Linked DNA regions of Mus musculus: region 1 is linked to region 2. The links are chromatin contacts, called in public Hi-C maps. All regions are on one chromosome and are shown on one strand. The core of a region is the stretch at or near the end of the contact, and the rest is flanking DNA. Distances in the headings are between cores, read along the strand shown. Region 1 overlaps Fgd6 (FYVE, RhoGEF and PH domain containing 6). Region 2 has its middle 25 kb from the start of Snrpf.

Region 1 (2,865 bases), core at 56-2,555, 490 kb after region 2:
CCAACCTGGCCCTGAAGCACTACCTGCTAAAGCCAGTTCAGAGGATCCCTCAGTACAGGCTGCTACTGACAGGTGGGGGTCTCCAAACCTTACCAGCCAAGTGTCGCGGAGTGCCCTTACTGAGCACACCTTTCCTAAGTGTGCCCTCTTTGTCTTCCCTCGCTGCTACCTGGTAGATGAGCCGCATCACTGGAACTGAATCACTTTGGCTTTTTGACTACCCAGTGTCCACACTCGCCTCAGGGCACGCATGTAGGTTGCATGCGCCCTCTGAGCATCGGCTCACCACATCAACCCTCATCCTGTGTTGTTTCACTCCAGTACTGCTATAAATCCTAAGGAGGTCTTTTCTCACCTCCCGTATGCTTGTACAGCACTGTCCTGGTGACCCTAACACTTTCCTCTGTTGTTCTGGGGATTGATTAATGAACTAAATCATATGCATGATCCTTAGAATAAGTCATTGTGCATAGTAAGTTCTAATAATATTAGTTATTCTTAGCAATCGTGACAGTAACCTTACTGTTATTATTTGGGTATATTGACTATCGTTTGCAAGGACTTTTGGGAGTTTACAAGGGAATATGAGGTATGATTTGGATGAATACACATGTATTTGGGTACTTTTATTCCCTGGCTCTTTAAAACTTACCGTTATAATATACACAAGATACTAGGCTTATAAAGATTAGGTAGTTTGATGTCATAACAGAAACTAATACACATAATGTCAGTGCCAAAGTTACCATCTGATACATTCTGTTAGGTCTACTGATATTTGCTGAAGTGTATTGAGAAGGAGGGAGAGAAATTTTATATATACATATTTGCATTATACTTTGTATCAAAGTGGCTAAGAACATTGAAATGCCACTACAGCTCAATAGATATGTGTGGTTTGGTGTAAATAGAATGCGAGGTACTTGGCTGTGACTATTGTCCTTGGAAAAATGATGTGCATTCTGTCTCCTTAGTCAGGTGCTCATAAACCAAGAGTAATAGAGGCAGGCATATGTGAACCCTGGAAAAGCAGCTTTTGCTCAGGTCCCTTGAACCGATGTGACAGGTTTTCTTGGATTGGTCGTGATAAGATGGGAAGTCCTATTCTTTTGACCTGGGACCTGCCAGCCCAGGTGTGTCAAGAGCTCAGTTTGAATTCCTAACTGTCAGTCAGGCACTTGATTTCACTCTAGAATAACACAGAGCTGCACAAATAGTCTGAGGAAATCCTGCCCGTCTGCCTTCCTCTGCTCCTGGCTGAGATTATTAATTTACAGGACAAGGGGAAGTGCTGACACGCAGTGTTCCTGCTAGATAAATCTAATGTTCTGTCGTAACCAGCTACTCAGTAGCATTGGCCATTGTCACAGCAGCAGAAGGAGGGTTGCGTTTAGTGCCAAAGACAGCTGTGGCTACAGATGTGAGAAGGAAGGATCCAGCTACTGAAAATGAAAGTGGAAAAGATATCTCTTTCCCCTGTACTGTGGCTGGTCTACATAGTTCAAAAGCTGCCTGTGTTTAAGTTAGGTTGAATGCTAAGTTGTTTTGGGTGGAGAAATGAGAAAAACAAGCTTTTAAAACTATGTGTGTCGTCTTTTTAAGACGAGTTTCATTGTGGAGACAACAAAGTTTGCCTCAAAATACTTATACTTCCGCCTCAGCCTCTTGAATGCTGGGATTACAGGCAAGCGTCACCATTCCTGGCATTTCTTTTTAGTACATTTACTTACTTGTTCATGTGTTGTGTGAGGTATGCATGTGCATGTGTGCCGTAACACACGTGTGAATGGTAGAGAACAACTTGCAAGAGTCCATTTTCTCCTTGCCGTGTGGGTCATGTGGGTTGAAGTCAGCTCCTCGGGCTAGCACCAAGTGCTTGTATCAGCTCAGATGTCTCACCAGACCACGCCTGGCTTTTTAAAACATGGGTGTATGTGAGTGTGTGTGTGTGTGTTTTAATTCTTTAATTTTTGAGATTGTAATTATATCATTTCCCCTTTTTCTCTCCTCCCTCAAGACCCTCCAAGATACTCCTCCTTGCTCTCTTCCTAATTCATGACCTTTCTTTCCATTAGTCAAAATCTATTTTTAAGAAAATGGATTTGGGGCTACAGGTGCAGCTGAGTTGGTAAAGTGCTTGCCTAGTAGGCCTGAAGCCTTGGATAAATTGGGCACAGTGGCATGTGTCTGTAATCAAAGCAAACAGACTTTTTGTTGTTGTTTTATAATACCAACATCATGTGAGATTGGACTTTCAAGTTTTTCTTCTTTCAAGGAGTTGGTGGGTTCTTAAAATTTTATTTTAATGTTGTTTGAGGCAGGGTTTTGTCATGCAGTTCTGGCTGCTTTGGTAATTGCTATTGTAGCCCAGACTGGCTTCAGATTCACTATAATCCTCCTTCTTCAGACTAATAAGTGCTAGAATTATAGATCTGTCCTAACACACTAGTCTCTTGGAATTATTTTCATTTTGGTATATATTTTTTAAAAAGTATAGATATAGTCTATACACAAGAGCCTAGGCTGGCCTAGAATGCATTATATAACCTAAGGTGCCTGGAACTTGTAGGAATCTTCTTGTATTTATGTATTATGTGCATATGTATGTATGTATGCATATATATATATATCATGCATGCTTGGCGCTCATCAAAGTCAGAAGAGTATATCAGATGCTCTGGAACTGGAGTTTAGAGGTGGCTGAGGCCCACCATAGAGAGCTGGGAATTGAACCTGGGTCCTCACTAAAAGCAACACAGGCTCTTGACTGCTGAACCATCCATCTCTCCAGTCTGGATGTTAAGTCTTAAGTCTGCATCTGTTTAAATTATTAACTGGGGTCCCATGTTTGGAAAACCAGGTTCA
Region 2 (2,768 bases), core at 247-2,746:
ATGAATGAGTGAGTGAATGAATGAATGAGCAACCCAATATTTAGGAATATATTATTTTGGCTTTGGGATAAGAAACTTATTGCACCCATGTCAATTTTCACTTGCCAAGAGGCGCTGTGAGCTGTTGTTGTTGTTTGTCTGTTTTTTGCTTTGTGGTTTTTAAATACCAAGAGGAATTCTTAATGACAGACATTTTTAAAATTTGTGCAGAAAAATTCTGTCTCAAAAATGGCCCATTGGTCTGCACGTATTTTACAATAATCTGAGAGACTGAGGTGTCAACAACTTTTACACACAAGTAGAAGAAACACGTTTGCGTTACACACAGGATTATGAAATTTGATAACCAAACTTTATCATTCTACTGAATTCCACAAGACAGAAGAACTGCCAAACGTCCCCTAGACGTCCCCATCTTCACACATACCTTCAGGATAGGTCTCTCTTGCCAGTTTTTGGCCTACTCAAAAGTCACCATCTTATTTATCCACCCCCTTCCCCTAGGTCCCCCAGTCTCTGGCCTGATTTGTTTAATGTGTGAGATTTTATCTGCCTTTGAGAGGAGGTTCTATTTTGTTTTGTAGAGACAATGTCTTACTCTATAGCCCAGGCTTGTAGGAAGCCACATACGCGATTGCAGGATGGCGCTGGCTACCGCTGGCCACCACCCATAAATTTGAGTAAACAACCAATGTGCGCATGTGCAGTAGAGTTTTTTGCTGAGTCACTGCCTGGCCTGAGGCATGCAAACGAGGCACTGAAAGCCTGGCCCAAGGTATGTAAATGAGGTACTGAAAGCATAACCAATCGGGTGTGGACACGCCCCTCCTAGGTCTATATAAGCAGCGCTAGTACTGGGGCTCAGGGTCTTTTCGCCTCTGCAATCAAGCTCTCCCAATAAGCGTGTGCAGAAGGATCCTGTTGTGGCATCTTTCTTGCTGGTGAGTTGGGCGCTCACACAGGCTGGCCTCATACCACCGATTTTCCTACTTCAGGCTCCTTGAGTGCAGTTTTAGACAGGCATGTGTCACCGTGCCAGGCTTATATACTCGTATTATACACCAAGTCATGCAGCAGGCCTCTAAAGAACTATCTGATGCTCCATGTGCACACGTCCCAGCACGTGGATAAATTCTCACTGACAGAAACTAGGAGAAATTGAAACAAAAGTCACTCTATTTAGTTGAATACTTGAATGCAAGTTAATTAGAAATATATTTGACATCCAAGCTGTTATTAAGCAGTCTCTACTTCTAAAGCAGCTTGAGGTGCCCCCTCCCCCACTTCCCCTTCCCTTCCCCCTCCCCCTTCCCCGTCCCCGCCCCCACACTGTGGGTACGATCTACTGTGGTTGTAGATTACCTGGTTCCCCTTCATTCTTTCGATTCTGAAACCGGTGGCAAAGCAAAAATGCCCCAAGCCATCATTTGTGGATAGAAAACAGCTGCACGTGATAAAAGAATTGATGTGGTTTAAAAATCACTCGGAGGTAGAGGGTAAACTGCCTCTCCCAGCCGCTGTTCTCACCAACAGTGTAAAGCTAACTCCTTATGAATCACAGCAGGGAGGCAGGACAAGACTCATTTTTTTTTGGATAGTAGCTTGATTTTTCAACAAGTGGGGCTTTAAAATTTGGTCAGGAAAAAAAAAATTAGAAAACATTCAGTGTGCTGAGATGAGAGGACAGAGTTGGGATTTTAAATGGCATCCTTCAGCCACCAAACCCAGACACTATTGCATCTGCCAGCAAGCTTTTGCTGAAAGGATCCTGATATAGCTGTCTCATATGAGGCTATGCCAGTGCCTGGCAAATACAGAAGTGGATGCTCACAGTCATCTATTGGATGGAACACAGGGCCCCCAATGAAGAAGCTAGAGAAAGCACCCAAGGAGCTGAAGGGGTCTGCAACCCTATAGGTGGAACAACAATATGAACTAATCAGTACCCCCAGAGCTCGTATCTCTAGCTGCATATGTAGCAGAAGATGGCCTAGTCGGCCATCATTGGGAGGAGAGGCCCCTTGGTATTGCAAACTTTATATACCCCAGTACAGGGGACCGCCAGGGCCAAGAAGTGGGAGTAGGTGGGTAGGGGAGCAGGGCAGGGGCAGGGAGGGTATAGGGAACTTTCGGGATAGCATTTGAAATGTAAATGAAGAAAATACCTAATTAAAAAAAAAGATGGAATCCTTAGGGATCTGAGCTCATGTTTCTCATGATTATAAATAAGGACACTGAGCTCTCTGGCTTCCCTTTGTTAGGGATCTTTTTGTTTTAGGAGCAAGGGTCTTGCTGTGCGGGGCTCCAGCTATCCTCACAGCTCACCCCCTCTTCCAGGTCCTGGGATTGCAGGAGCACCCCAACCCCCACCCCACCCCCGCCATGCTAGGTGTTTCTGCTTCTTCCTAAATTTTAATTCTTTTAAAAGACTACTTTTACAGTGGATATCCCATTTTTTTCTGTTATACCTCTGAAACTTTGCAGGAAGTGAACCAAATAGCAAACGTTCTTCCTTGCATTTCCCAAGGAGCTGTTATCATTGATAGATATGTGGCCCTAACGTCACCTAGACCTGGTGTGCAGGCATGCAGGTGACACTAGATATTGGATCCAGCAAGCAAGCTATTACTGTTATATTTCAACAAAGGTGATATTTGATTGACTTTTTTTTGGGGGGGGGGTCCTATGTAGACCTATCCTTTTCTTATCTTCCTTTTCTTCTTGTTTTGAGACTGAGGCTTGCTATGTAGCCCAGGCTGGCCCTGGAT

Evidence for each region. A called contact is a pair of places that touch in the nucleus more often than the background predicts.
Region 1: a Hi-C map of pre-pro-B cells shows a contact between it and region 2, with 6 times the contacts expected there. The contact joins two enhancer-like sites. A contact is called at or near these places in 10 of 484 Hi-C or Micro-C datasets (CD4 T cells, cerebellum, embryonic stem cells and 7 more).

The regions. Positions count from the first base shown.
Region 1 is chr10:94,106,001-94,108,865 of GRCm38.p6, forward strand. It overlaps Fgd6 (FYVE, RhoGEF and PH domain containing 6), which reads left to right. Exons shown (of 21, transcript NM_053072.3): 8 at 1-72. Among named protein-coding and RNA genes, the nearest start is that of Nr2c1, 40 kb to the right of the region's middle. Within about 2 kb of position 1,306, at least 27 of the 459 cell types and tissues checked have an H3K27ac peak or open chromatin away from gene starts, as enhancers often do. A contact at or near this core is called in pre-pro-B cells and regulatory T cells, where this site is marked.
Region 2 is chr10:93,613,630-93,616,397 of GRCm38.p6, forward strand. No RefSeq gene overlaps it. Among named protein-coding and RNA genes, the nearest start is that of Snrpf, 25 kb to the left of the region's middle. Within about 2 kb of position 1,497, at least 19 of the 459 cell types and tissues checked have an H3K27ac peak or open chromatin away from gene starts, as enhancers often do. A contact at or near this core is called in pre-pro-B cells and regulatory T cells, where this site is marked.